2 separate regions of the Mus musculus genome follow, and region 2 is linked to region 1. The links are chromatin contacts, called in public promoter capture Hi-C maps. All regions are on one chromosome and are shown on one strand. Each heading gives the region's core, a stretch centred on a gene start, on an enhancer-like site or on the middle of the called end of the contact. The rest is flanking DNA. Distances are from core to core; before and after follow the strand shown. Region 1 holds the start of Rrm1 (ribonucleotide reductase M1). Region 2 holds the start of Dnhd1 (dynein heavy chain domain 1).

Region 1 (7,179 bases), core at 1,311-3,810:
TCTCTCTTTAGACCTATCTTATCTACAGAATAAAGACGAAATAGGATGAGGTCTTAAGATCCATCCCAATATCAACATTCAACTATTTTAATTACTATCTCAAAATCCAAAATGTGTAGAATTATAATAAATATATTTTAAGGTATAAAATTATTTTTTCACTCTGGTAAACTAAGCATGTATTAAGTACCTAGTTAGAAAAATGACACACTGAGGCTAGCCCAAGAATAAGAGGTATTCATGAGGGTTAGAGAGATAGCTCAGCAGTTAAAAGTGTGTACTGCTCTTCCAAAGGACCTGACTTGGTTTCCAACATGCATCACGGGAGATTCCCAGCTGCTTTGAACTAGCTCCACAAGATGGGTAGAATACCCTCTTCTGGCCCTTTCAGGTACCTGCACACATGTGGTAGACACTCACAGAGACATAAACTAAGTCCAAAGGGGGGGAAAAAAAAAACCCTCATGAAAATAGTTGCAGTGGCTGTCTGCACGACAAGACTGGGCCCATCAGCATTCAGGGTTCATGGGGCCCTACCCTTCCCTGAGGAGATCTCTGCAGACCAATAATGGTTGCTGGAGGAGTCTTAACCCTCAGTGGCACAATCACTGGTAAGCTGCCCTTGCTCAATCAAGTAAATTAATTCCAGACCAATGTTCACACAACAACTCTAAGTAAATGAAGTGGGACAGATAGGGACCCAGACACACACTCACAAACACACACATAAACACACATGCACACACTCACACAAAGCACTAAGAGACTTATGGAGAAGATGGCTGTAGGAAGGAGATAAGAGGTCACTGAAGAAAGTATGACAAAAGTGTATTTTACATATGTATGTATAAAACTGTTAGAGACTCTTAAAAGTTAAATGAGTAAGATACACAGCACTCCTAATTCCAGATGACGGTAAATAGAACTAATTTCTACACTGTGTGGCTAAATACGGATAAACAAGATGCCTGACCAGTAGTCACATCAACTGTCCCCTCTTAGTTCATGTTCTGAGTTCTCCAGGAAATGAGAACTTGAAGGACACATCAAAATTAAGGAAAGTGTCAGGCAATAAATTCACATTTAACACTGAAGTATAGTTAAGTGAAGGGCTAGAGGTAAGTGACATAAAATCACATAGCATGCAAAGAACCCCTGATACACACTGTATTTACTTACAGGATCAACAAAGTCCATGTTGAGTCCATAACAGAGTTTCTGGATTCGTGATGTAATTTTGTCAAACATAACTCGCTCTTGGCGGCCATCTAAATAATCAAATCACAGTTAGCATTAGCAGTTATTAAGCGGGCAATACCAAAGAATCAAGTATATTCAGCTTTTAAAACTGTTTAAAACAATTAAGAGATTGTCTTTGGGGTCTGCAGAGACTGCTCAGTGGTTAATCATGTCTACTCGGATTAAGTCTTTGTCTATTTGGGTTAAAAGTCTTTGTCTATCGACCTATGATAGAGGAGGCAGCCCTCTGTGAGTTTGAGGCTAGACTGATCTACACAGAGTAAGTTCCAGGCCAGTCAGAGAAACCCTGTCCCAAGAACAAACAATGTAAAAAAAAAAAAAAAAAAAAAAACCTCCCCACAAAAATGCAGAGGCAGGAGAGATGATACTACACTCCCACCTCAGAAGAGACCAGAAAAATGACAGATGTTCAAAAAATGTGGTGTCCTGCCTTTTCTTTTTTTCCTTATTTCCTCCTACACCAGATCATCGACTCCGCGGTTCTTTTGTCTGTTATTTTGTTTAAGAAATGAGGAAAGACAGGCACAGGGCTATTATGAGCTATGGGTTTCAATTCTAACCTCACCAACTACTAGCTGGGGTGGAATGGGGGTGTTGGGGTGCTTTTTCGTGTCTTTGCAACCTCTTCTAAAAAAATGGAGCCAAAAGCAGCTACCTCTGAGGATGGCGGCAAGGAATAACAGTGCTCGGGAACAATCTCAGACAGGGTTGGAGGGAGTCTGGAAGGGAGCACAAAGTCAAAGTCAAAGGGAACACACAAAGGTCAAGAGAATGGGGACAGACTGAGCAGACACAGGCCCAGCTGACAGACAGGGCGGGAAGCGCGGCGGGAAGCGCGGGAAGCGGCGAGGCGCCGCGGGTCGGGCGGGTCGGGCGGGCCGGCGATAGTGACCGCTGGGCTCTCCGCAGCCGGGTCCCCTCTCCTCCTCCCCATCCCCACGGACCCCTCACCTCGCTTGATCACATGCATCGCCGCTAGAAGCTGAAGTGCTGAGAGGTTCGAGACCAGTTAGCAGCTCCGAGGCGAAGAAGGGACAGAGACGACTGTCAGATGTGAAGGGTTGGACTCCGAGAGGCTGCTCGGACGGAGGGATGGAAGCTGCGCGATAGACAGCACTTTCCTCACCAGAGCAGACTAACCGAATTACGAACTCCTTCCCGCTCCCGCCACCCGTGACGTGCAGAGCAACGCGACGGACGGAATTCGAATGACGTTCTTGACGTTTCAACGCCGGGAGTTGAATGGGCGGAAACTGAGCAGTAGACAGACAGCACACGAGTCCCTTGGCCGCCATATTGAGTGTGGGCAAAGCCCGGGAGACTGCGCTCCTTTCCACCACATTGGGTGAAAGCGGACCTGGCGGGAACGAGTTCTCCTGCCGCCATATTGGGTGTGGGCAAGCAAATCTCCCGAGTATTTTTATTTCATAACAAAAAAGTAACCAACCAGATATCCAGAACACCTTTTTCCTTTTTCCTTCTTCCTCCTCCCTTCCCCCTTCCCTACCCCTCTGACTTTTTTTTTTTTTTTTTTGCTATTTTACATTATGGACATTATGGAAACACCAAGATTTTGTTCTGGTTTGCACTAAAGCCTACAACCCGCAAATAAGAAGCAGATAGGAAGCCCGGGGCTCGTAGGTCTACACTCCTCAGTTAAAGAGTGGGGCTAGACCAAAGGTGTTTGAATTTCAGCCTTACAGAAATAGGGGTACTGTGAAACTCTTATGAAGGCCCACAGTCCATTTGCTTTTACAGTTTTGTGGATGGTAGTAGAGATAGGATCAGCAATAAGATAGTCGTCGCCACATTAATACGTGAAAACAGCCAGACATTATGCAGAGACCAAGACATCTGCGAATACTCAGTCCTAAGGGACTTCTCCATCAAATCCCTCCCCAAATGACTCAGGGGGCCCCATAGAAAAGGAGGAAGAAAGAGTGTAAGAACCTAGGGGGATGGAGGACACCGAAGAATCAAGGCCCTCTATGCTCTTATAAACTCTTGAGACTAAGGCAGCATGCCCAGGGCCTGCCTGCCTTCCAGTTTACTAGTGTTTTTTATGGGATTTTATAGTGTTCGCCTGAGTGTGCGAACAAGTGTATCTCTGATTCTTGTTCCTTCTCATGCATTCTGTCCTTCTGTTGGTTCTGTTCAACACTGATGTGCTAGTTTTCTTTCTTTTTTTTTTTTTCTTTTTTCTTTTCTTCCCTTGGAAGCCTGTTTGTTTTCTAACGAGAGACAAAACGGGGCAGGACCCAGATGGGGAGGAACTGGAAGGAGAGAAGGGAAAACATAATCAGGATATGTTATGTGAGGCGAAAAAAAAAATCCATTTTCAATAAAATGGGGGGAAAGGCTAGGTGAAAAAAAGAAAGAATAGTTAAAGTCGTACTTTAAACCTATTCAAGACAAGTATAAAAACTAATTTCGGTCATAAAACTGATCTTCATAAAATAATGTATGTGGCATTCTTTCGCTAAAACCTATCATTTGCTTCTTACACCCTCCAGAAGGGGTCCATCTCCACCCACAACTGACACATCATAGGAAATCCTACATGAAGCTAGAGGACCAGGGCTATCCAGGGGGAAAATATGATATGGAAACACAATTGATATTCAGATGTTAGGGGAATATAATATCATTTGCTAGAAATGGAGCTGGAGATCATCATAATAAGCCAAGCTTATAGAGACAAATATTGCATCTTTTTTTATAATGTGGAACCGAGGTCTAAAAAATAAAAGCAAACCAAAAATCCAAACTTGGGCCAGCTGCCAAAACTCTAGGTCAGTGCCTAGCCCAGTCCTCATCAAGAGGGGATTCCTTCTGCAGCTGGGAGCAGATATAAAAACCCATAGCCAAACATTAGACAGAGAAAGAGAGCCCAAACTGGAGATTTTCACAGGTCTCTCCCTTCAGAGCTTAGAGAAAGAACTGTAGGAGCCACAGGGGTGGAAGACACCAGGAGAACACGGCTCACTGAGTCAACTAAGCAGGCGTCATAGGGACTCACAGAGACTGACGCAGCAATCATGGAGCCTACAAGGGTCTGTGCTAGGTCCTATGCATGTATGTTACATTTGTTAGGTTGGTGTTTTTATGAGACTCCTAGCAGTGGGAGTGAGGGAATCTGACTCTCTTCTGACCCTTTTCCCGCTACTGGGCTGCCTTGCACAACCTTGATATGGGGGTTTGTGCCTAGACTTACGAATCTTGTTATCTTGCTATACTTGATATCCCTGGGAGATGGACTTTTTTTTTTTTTTTTTTTAATGGAGGAGTGAATGGGGGAAGAGGGGAGTTAGGGGGAGAATGGAAGGAGTTTCAGAAAGACAGGAAACTGTGGTCCAGATATATTGTATGAAAAAGTAAATAATAAAACTAAAAATAAAATAAAATAAACAAAAAACAAGGGGAGACACTATTTGGAAAGAGGAAGAGTATAATAGGGTAAAAGTTTCTCCATTTTGTCTCAGCTGAAGCCATCTTTGGTTCTACCCTCTCACTGAAAAGTCCCATTGGAAAGCATCCAACCCTGTTCTAGAAATTCAGGGTCAAAATGCTCCAGCTAACTTCATATTCTTGACTCTTGTAAAACTGCTTGCTTGCCCCTGCAATTGCCAACCAGTATATAGTGGGGATTTTGTGTGTGTGTGTTCTTTGTCTTTAAAAACTCCCTGTAATATGCATTCAAGGCTGCTCTGTGAGAAGTGTTTCTCTCCAGGCAGTCCCTGCCTGCTTAATACAGACTCTGTATTTGAATTTTGGTCAGGCTGAGGACCACAATGTAGCAGTGACCCTGTACTTGAGAATGGGCTAGGACCCTGGCAAAATTCAGAAATATTCTAAATTCTAAAGAGAGGTCCTTGTGTCTCTATGCTAACAGAGAACTGCTGAGAACTGATCCAATACAGGCTATCTAAAGATAGTGATCTCCTCCAACACCCAGAGAAGGCATGCATACCTTCTTGCCTTTGCTTCATAGTTTTCTAAAACTGTAAAGGCTACAAGTATGCTAGGAAAAAGGACTGAGTTATTTATCTCTCTAGTGACAAAACTATGAATAAATCCATTTCCCTTTACCAATGTGTTTCCTCATTTCTTTTGAAATGCAGAGAAACCGAGATGATTGGTTTGTGGACCTAAGAATGAACGTGGCTGAGAGGAGAGGGTGAATAATATCAAAGAGCATGCTATTCATGCATGAAGATACCAATATAAACCTCCGTATTTTATTCAAGGACTACATGCTTTAAAAAAAAAAAAAAAAAAAAAAAAAGGCAGGGCCGTTGAGATGGTAGTAAAGCATTTACCACTAAGCCCAACAATCAGAGTCCAACCCCCGCCCCGCCCCCCCACCCCCCACCCTCCGCCCCAGGATCCACACAGGAGAGAACCCGATCCTACAAGTTGTCCCCTTTGACTTCCACATAAAGGTTATGGTACACATTTGAACCATTTAAGATGTCAAGTGGGAAGCCCAGCAGTGGTAGTCTATCCCTTTTATGTTTTTGTTGTTGTTATCATTGTTTTCTGTTGGTTTGGTTTTGTTTTCCAAGACAGGATTTCTCTGTGTAGCCCCGACTGTCCTGGAACTCACTCTGTAGACCAGGCTGGTCTCAAACACAGATATCCGTCTACCTCAGTCTCCCCAGTGTTCGGGTTACAGGTGTGTGCCACTACGGCCTGCCCCTTTTATGTTTTTCAAAACACTAATTTATTTAAGCTGTGTATTTAATGCTAAATACTGGCCCCCAAGATCTGATCCCTCAGCAATGAGGAAACCCTGTCAATAACCCCTTGTTCTAACTTGCCATCTTCTTCTTCAGCTGCTCTTCCTCTGACCATCCAAACCCTCGTGACCAGTTCTCCCAGTCCCCTATCCCATGCTGTCTTCTCTCTTCACCTCTCTGTTCTTTCCTCCTCGGGAATCTCTGCCTCAGATCCTCATATACTCCAAGTAATGCTATGTAACCCTGCTCCTTCATTTAAAACTATTAATTACGTAAAGATGCCTATAGCCTATGGCAGAAGAGAGGCAGGTGGAGCTTTGGTTTTCTGGGCTCTGAGGCAGAGACCATGAGGAAGAAAGAGCTGAGAGGTGAAGAGAGAAGACACCATGGGATAAAGGACTGTGAAAACTGGTAATGTGGGCTGGCCAATTGGAGTAAGTGCAGACAAAGCAGAAAATGGCAAGTTATAACTAGGGGTTATCGATAGGGAAGTAGACAAAATAGCTTAGAGGCTTGATATCTGCCCAGCTCCAGTGCTTTTAAGGCTATTATAAATCTATAGGTTTTGTGTCTTTTATCTGGGAACTAAATGATCTCAGGCGGGGTAGAAACCCCCAATTCTATTTACCACAACAGCCCAGTGTACAGAGCAAGTTCTAGGACAGGCAAGACTACACAGAAAAAACTTGTCTGGGGGGAGGCAGGGGGAGAAAATGTATTTTCTGTACCCCTCCTTATGCATGCGCAGCACAGCACATGTATAGAAATTAAATTAGAGGACAACTTTCAGAGTTGGTTCTCTCCTTCTACCATGTGGGTCTCAGGAATGAAACTCAAGTCTGTAAGGTTTGAAGTCAAGTGCCCTAACCCACTGGTTCACCAACCTCTTAATTCCATTTGTTAAGCCACAGGGACACAATAAGAGTCACAGCCAGCAGAGGTTAAAATCTCCTACATGCTTTATTGGACTTCAAAGAATCTTATGAAAATAACACAGAAAAACCCATGTGAGGGTGTCCAGGGGGCATCAAGGCAGTCTACAGCCTAGCACCCGCCTAAGACCAGCCCCAGCTGCACCCAACCCAGGCCCAAATTAGGAACTCAGGGTACAGGCATGACAGAATGGGGCAGAGGGAAAAATACCTTTACAGCCATAGCAAAAACAGGTAAAGGAGAGAGT
Region 2 (7,179 bases), core at 1,580-4,079, 3.2 Mb before region 1:
CCAAATTTTCTACTCCTACTGTTCCAGCCCCTTCCCTTCCCAATCCCATCCCACTAAGAGTACACAGGCAATAGCCAACAGCCTTTTGTTTTATACTACTTACTACAATTTGTTAATTATACCTTACTTGTTCTAATATCTCCCTTACAAAACTGTAAGACTGATTTCATAGGAAAGAACTAAATCTATTTGGCTAATTTTTTTACATTCCCAGCATCTGGATACATCCAAGTAGCAATTAAGTTATTAAATGAACCAAAACCTAGGAAGACAGTCCTGGAGAAGAGTAAACTGTATTACCTAGACCTCAGAGGATGACTGCCAAGTTCATACAGGTATGAGTACTTGATTCCTTCCTGATATATCAGCCCAGAGCCATTTCTGTTAAGGTCTTCCAAGAGTTAGTTAGACTTGGGCCCATGCTAGGGGCAGGAGGGAAGCTTGGCTGAGAAGATTGAAGCCAAATTGTTGACATTTGACACCTTCCTTCATAGTTCCAGGAGCCTGCCCACTTGCCCACCATTAGGGATCTGAGAGGTCACGAAAAAGTCACAAATTGAGCCCACCGTAAATTTAAGAGCAAAAAATGAGCAAGTAAGTCATGTTTGATTACATGCAAAGTTAGCTTTTTTCTGCCTAGAGAGTGAATATATCATAGACAAGTGACATAAAAAGGGAAAAGCAGGCCAGAGCTAGGAAGAAGTTCCTATACTAAAAGAACTCCTAGAAGGGATCTTCTAGGCATTCTGAAATCCTAGGATTTTGGAAGCCAGATTGGGGGACTGGAAGGAATAGATCATTACTCAAGGGGCCACCCTTACTGTCAGATCATGAAGTTGACATAGAGGCAGTGCTTTGCTTTAGACCTGGAATAGTTCACATAGACCTGTGGAGGAAGACCACCCAGGCAAGCACTCCCTAGAGTAACCAAAGACCCCATATAGAGTTCCTAGGACCAGCACAATATATGCCCCAAAGTATGTTTTGGCAAATATAAATGACCAAGAATATGAACCCCAAAGAAGCTTCTGGCACCGTCTGAGAAGACTGGAAACTACAAGGTCAAGTTTTGGCTTCCTAATGGCTGCTATTGATTTCAGTGTTTCCCTATAGATTAGCATTGAGACATTAGCTTTGTTTTTGCAAGTGAAAAAGGTGCAGCCTAGTCCAGCTCACTTTAGAGGTGGGCTAATCCTGAAGAGCCATGAGGAGCTGGCTCAAGAAGCCAGTAGCCCTGCAGGCACCTAAACTAATTCATTTTATCTCTTCTACTTAAAGCCCCAAACCATGCCACTCACTTTCTCCCAGCAGGTTCGCCTTCTGCCTGCTCAGTATCACTGCTTTCATACTGTACAGGGATGTCTGTAGCCAGTGCCAAGGGCAAAAGACTAAGGCTGTCCAGCCATGGGGTCTCTTCTAGGGCCACCTCAGCACCAACAATGCCCAGACAGTGCTGTAGCTCAGGCAGTGTCAATGGTCGGAGCCACGTGGCCAATTCCTTTTTTTGTTGCCGGTCCCACTGGGCCTTCACAAAAGGGCATGCTGAGCATGGAGGCCCTCGATGAAACCTCTTCATCCATAGACCACAGTCAACATGGGAAGAACTATGTAACAAAGAACTGTCTGGGGGAAAGGCCTTGTCTATGGCATCTAGCAGGTCCAGCTCTAGCCGGGCTTGGACCTTGGGTGCCCAGCAGTACAGCTGCTCCAGGAAGGGCAGCAACTCGAGTTGACCAGCTAGCATCTCACGGTATGGAGGCAACAGGCCCAGTACTGCATGCAGATAGCGCCAAGCTTCACAACTGCCATCCTGCATCACAGCTGAGAACAGAGACTGAAGCTCAGACAGCAGCAGCTTCAGCAGTGTCCGCTGCTCTGATTCAACCACTGCCTTGAGATCCTCCTGTTTCATTTGACAGTCCCAAGAGTGTTCTTGTCCGCTGCAGCTACATCCAACGAGCCCAGACTGAAGGGTATAAAACCATGGGTTTTTCTTCTCTTCCAGAATAAAGTGGAGGCAGGTATTCAATTGCTGTCGAACAGATCTTGCCCACAGCTCGGGGTCCAAATGCCAATTCCAGGCTTTTGGCTTCTGGGTCTGACCTGTGGGACCCAGCGGGGGGGGGGGGGGAGGGAGGGAGGGACATGTAGAAGTTCTGGCTCTGGGCTGTGCCAGTAGGGTTAGGACAGCAAGGTGGATATAGAGTTGCAGAGCATAGGAAGACCAGTAGAGGGCCCTTACTGAGCCACTCACTGTCAAGGACTAGCACAAGTCCAAGAGGGAGCCCTCCCTGCCCAGGAGCTCCTTCCCACCCTCCAAGGCCTCGTCTCACCTGGCCTGCAGGATGTAGAAGGCATGGGAAGGGAAGGGGGACTGGTCTGTGAATGAGGTTTCATTGCGGAGCGCTCCCTGTCGTGAATGAACTTAGACTCAGTTCCAGTCACTTAACACAGAGACCGATACACGCTTGCAAAATCTTTGGAAAAACTGTGTTCACATGAGGAAAACTTCAGAGTGGAGGCTGGCAACCACCTTGAAAAGGAAACACAAAAGGGTTGTCACTCAAAGGCAGCAAAGCTCCCGTCCCCTGAAGCCTTTACCACAGACTGAGAAGGTCCAGAGTGCAAAGCCGGCTACTGGGTAGGGAAGCAGTTTAGGACACCTAGCGGAAAGACGTGGCAGAAGACAGCTCCCGGTGCGCCAGTGGGAGGGGCCTCCCTAGGCACTGGAAGAGCTGAGCCACTGAGGGCAAGGGTAGCAGATCCCAGAGCCAGAGCAGAGGACTCAGCTGCACCACCTGCTCCCAGCTGTTAGAACCGTTACAGAATCCTGGAGGCCCGAGCCTCAAATCGGAGCTAGAAGGAGAGTTCAACAGGCATGTGGGAGGGGCCTGGGGGCGGGACCGGGACCCAGGCCACACTAGCATACTGCTTTTAACCTGACACCCCAAAGGCCCAAAAAGAATCTGGCTGAGCGGGAGACTGAATGACAAGATTGATTTGGGGGCACTAACAGCATTAGGGGCGTGGTCGTAGGAAGCAAGTGTAATCCTAGGGACTCACTCGCTCACTGATTTTTCCCTCCCCTCCCTTGACAGCATATCCAACTGTCCCACCTCAAGTCCCAACAAGAAACCCGAGTAAGACAAACATCTTGTATCTCTCTCAACAAGCTACACATCTAGTAGTGAGTGGTTTAGTTATGAAAGAAAGAAAGAAAGAAAGAAAGAAAGAAAGAAAGAAAGAAAGAAAGAAAGAAAGAAAGAAAGAGAGAAAGGAAGAAAGCAACCTACCTCTGTTATAGATTTTATTCTAATCAGTGGAAATTTTGATAGGCCAGACAGTAAAAAGAGTAGACTTGGGGGAGGGGGGAGTAGGGTGTTTGATTTCATATATTTCAAGTTTTAAGTCTGAGATACAGATCTCACAGGTGAGAGGCATAGCTCAGTGGTCCAACACTTGCCTCATATGCTCAAAGCCCTGGGTTTAGTCTCCAGTCTAGAAATGAAAGCTGTCCTTGAAGTCATGACTCCCCTGCCTCAACCTCCTGAAGGAAAGAATTATATGTATGTGTCCAACTAGAAGTTTAGTGTTTGCTCTCACTTGAGTCACATTCAAGCTTGAGTATTCCCAGGACCATGGTTAGAGTGTTCTGCTTTCTCTAAGGCTAAGCAAATAGTCTTTGCTTTCAGGATCCAAGAGAGTTAGTTCATCACCTCCTCTGCCTAGGCCCATTACAACTAGTGAGATGAAGAAGAGAAGAAATCACACCTCTTTATGAAGGGCACAACCTGGAAGTTGCCTGTGTCACTCCTTCACTTGCCCTGACCTAGGCAAAAATAAAACTTTCACATCTAATCTTTTTTTTGCAAAGGTTGTGGTGGTTTGAATGAGAATGACCCCATAGGTTCATATATCTGAATGTTTGGTCCCTTGCTGGGGCTGTTTGGGAAAGATTAGAAGGTATAACCTTGATGGTTCATCTCACTGGTGGAAGGATTGTATACAAGAGTGAGCACTTTTCTCCACATTGTTCTCAAATTTTTATTTCAAGTTTCTGCTCAGGCATGCATCCCCTTATAGTGAATCCTTTAATTTCCCAGAAGTCAGCACTCTCCCAGGTCCAGACCCTCTTTTCCCCAAACTAATTTTACCCCATACTTTGATTGCTATCTCATATTTGCTTATCCATTTACCCTGATAAAAAATGTAAGCTCCTGGAGTTACAGAGACAAACTGTGGAGCAGAGAATGACCCAACAGGGGATCCATCCCATATAGTCATCAAACCCAGACATTATTGTGGATGCCAACAAGTGCTTGCTGACAGGAACCTAATATAGCTGTCTCCTGAGAGGCTCTACCAGTGCCTGACAAATACAGAGGTGGATGTTCTCAGTCAACCACTGGACTAAGCACAGGGTCCCCAATGGAGGAACTAGAGAAAGGACCCAAGAAGCTGAAGAGGTTTGCAGCCCCATAGGAGGAACAACAATATGAACCAACCATTACCCACAGAGCTCCCAGGGACTGACCACCAACCAAAGAGTGCACATGGAGGGACCATGGCTCCAGCCACATATGTAGCAGATGGCCTTGTCGGTCATCAATGGGAGGAGAGGCCCTTGGTCCGCCAGTGCCAGGAGATGGGAGTGGGTAGATTGATTGGTGAGCAGGGAGAGGGGGAAGGGGATAGGGAGTTTTTGGAGGAGAAACCAGGAAAGGGGATAACATTTGAAATGTAAATAATGAAAATATCTAATAAAAAAGAAAATAATAAACAGAATCATAACAGCAACAACAAAAACAAAAACATACAAACTCCATAGTGGCAGAGATTCTAATTGTTCTTATTGCCTCTTACTCTATCTCCAGTCCTTGGTGCTAAGTACTATGAATAGATGATTGTAAAATATGGGGAAAATGTATCAATGGATAACAATATTAATTGGTAAGACTGGTTCTGGGATCAGATTGCCTAAATTAAAATCTTGATTTTGCCACTTGGCTTATAGTTTTGAAAATGAAAATAGTGGCTACTTCTAGGACAATTATGAGATTAAATGATGTTATGTGTATAAAATATTTAGTCTCACAAAAATAGACTCTTGATATAATTGACATGAGTGAGACATAACAGGGTTCAGTGTGGAATGAGTAAGAACATAGGTAACCAACCAACTCTTTTTGTGGGGAAATCCACAGGTTGCAGAAGGTCAAGAAGTTTAGGCTTTGACACAACAGTTTTCCAGACAGGCAAAAATAAATGGGCATTCTTTATTCTCAAATAATAACATTGGCACCTGTTTCTTTGAGACTGAGTTTCTCTGTGTAATAGCTCTGGCTGTCCTAGAACTCAACACTCTGTAGACCAACCAGGCTGACCACAAACTCATCTCCTGAAAAAAAAAAAAAAAAAAAAAAAAAAGGCGGGGTTCTCCAGAGAGATGTGTGTGTCTCTGTGTGTATGTGTAAGGGAGAAGGGGGTTGAATTTGTTTCACACATGTGGAAGTTAGTGCTGCATCTTGAAGCAGAATTTTGACCTGTGTCCATGTATGTATGTATGTGTGTGTGTATGTGTATATATATATATATATATATATATATATATATATATATATATATATATATATATATATATATATGCACACAAAATTAATATAAATATAACTAAAACTGTTTAAGTCACTTCTTCAGGAGATTAGCGAGATGGCTCGGCAGTGAGCGACACTTGCCTTTCTTTCAGAGGATCAGAATTGGAGTCCTACCACCCACACTAGTTTACATCTTCACATAACTTCAGCACCAGGGGATCTGGCTTCTAAGGACACCACATGTGTGCTTACACACACACTCACACACAAATGCAAAATAAATTACTTAAGGTAGAATCTTGTTCTCATAAACAAGTAAATTTGGACTCAATGAATTTTCCATGGCAACATACATTTCTTCTATTTTAGCATTCTTTTTTTAATATATTTTTTATTTTTTGAAGATTTGTATTTATTTACTATATGTAGGCACACTGTAGCTGTCTTCAGAAATTCCAGAAGAGGGTGCCAGATCTCATTACAGATGGTGTGAGCCACCATGTGGTTGCCAGGATTTGAACTCAGGACTTTCTAAAGAGCAGTCAGTGCTCTTAACCTGTGAGCCATCTCTTCAGCCCAGCATTCTTTTAAAAAAGATGTATTCATTTAATGTATATGAGTACACAGTTGCTATCTTCAGACACACCAGAAGAGGGCATTAAATCCCATTATAGATGGTAAGAAGAAATGGGACTGGAGAGATGGCTTAGCGGTTAAGAGCACTGACTGCTCTTTCCAGAGGACTCGGGTTCAATTCCCAGCACCTACCTGGCAGTTCACAACTGGATTGCAGTTCCAGAGAATGTGACATCCTGACACAGACATACATGCAAGCAAAACAATGTGCATGAAAAGGTTAAAAGGAACTACTGAAAAGAATTTTAAAAAGGAAATATTTACACACAATTATAGGACCTACAAATTGAACGAGTAAACTGCTTGCTATAAATGGGCCTTTGGGTGATGATTGATCATACAGTGTTAGAAGATACCATCCAGTGAGTTTGGGGATTAAAAAGGCATGTCCAGTTGGCATGGGAGCTTGTTCCTATAGTCCTAGCACTCCAGAGGCTAGGATGGTGTCATAATAATAATTTCCTCTAGCCAAACATTATATCTTGGAGGGAAGCTCTTTAAGATAAAGATGTAGGATGCTCTAAAGTGAGTTGAGATACCGAATCCCGCAGGGAAGCTCTTTAAAATTCAGGAAGTAAACAATTCAAAACTTAAATGTTCCTGAATCTGACCAGAAGCATCAGGCCCTCCCTCACCAGGCACACATATGCAGTAAGGACTGCTGAGAGACACTCTCGGAAAAGAGAAGCTACCTTGGAACAGACACTCTCCAATCTGTCAAGCTGTCTTCCAATTATGCAGCGAGTCTGAAGTTCTAGCTTTTGTGACCTGTCATCCATGGTGATGTGCTCTCTTAGAGTCATTTCTGGTGCTGTAAATAACCCCTTATATACACTCCTATAAGTAGTCTCAATAAATTCACTAGTTCAACAAGTTAGACTATAGTGGTATCCTTACTTTTGGTCAATTTTCTACCTTGGATGAGTTTGCATCTCTAGAGTCCAAGACC

The links. Promoter capture Hi-C pulls out the DNA fragments that hold promoters and counts their contacts.
Region 2: a contact with region 1 is called in a promoter capture Hi-C map of liver, with 2.3 times the contacts expected there. The contact joins the promoter of Dnhd1 here to the promoter of Rrm1 in region 1. A contact is called at or near these places in 4 of 39 promoter capture datasets (cranial neural crest, frontonasal cranial neural crest, liver and 1 more).

The regions. Positions count from the first base shown.
Region 1 is chr7:102,437,076-102,444,254 of GRCm38.p6, reverse strand. Rrm1 (ribonucleotide reductase M1) reads right to left here and starts at 2,560. Exons shown (of 19, transcript NM_009103.3): 1 at 2,212-2,560; 2 at 1,180-1,268. The coding sequence starts at 2,230. Stim1 (stromal interaction molecule 1) reads right to left here. Exons shown (of 12, transcript NM_009287.5): 12 at 6,937-7,179.
Region 2 is chr7:105,646,426-105,653,604 of GRCm38.p6, reverse strand. It overlaps Dnhd1 (dynein heavy chain domain 1), which reads right to left and starts at 2,829. Exons shown (of 44, transcript NM_001370803.1): 1 at 2,664-2,829; 2 at 2,334-2,533; 3 at 1,299-2,103. The coding sequence starts at 2,397. It also overlaps a transcript of Timm10b not described here.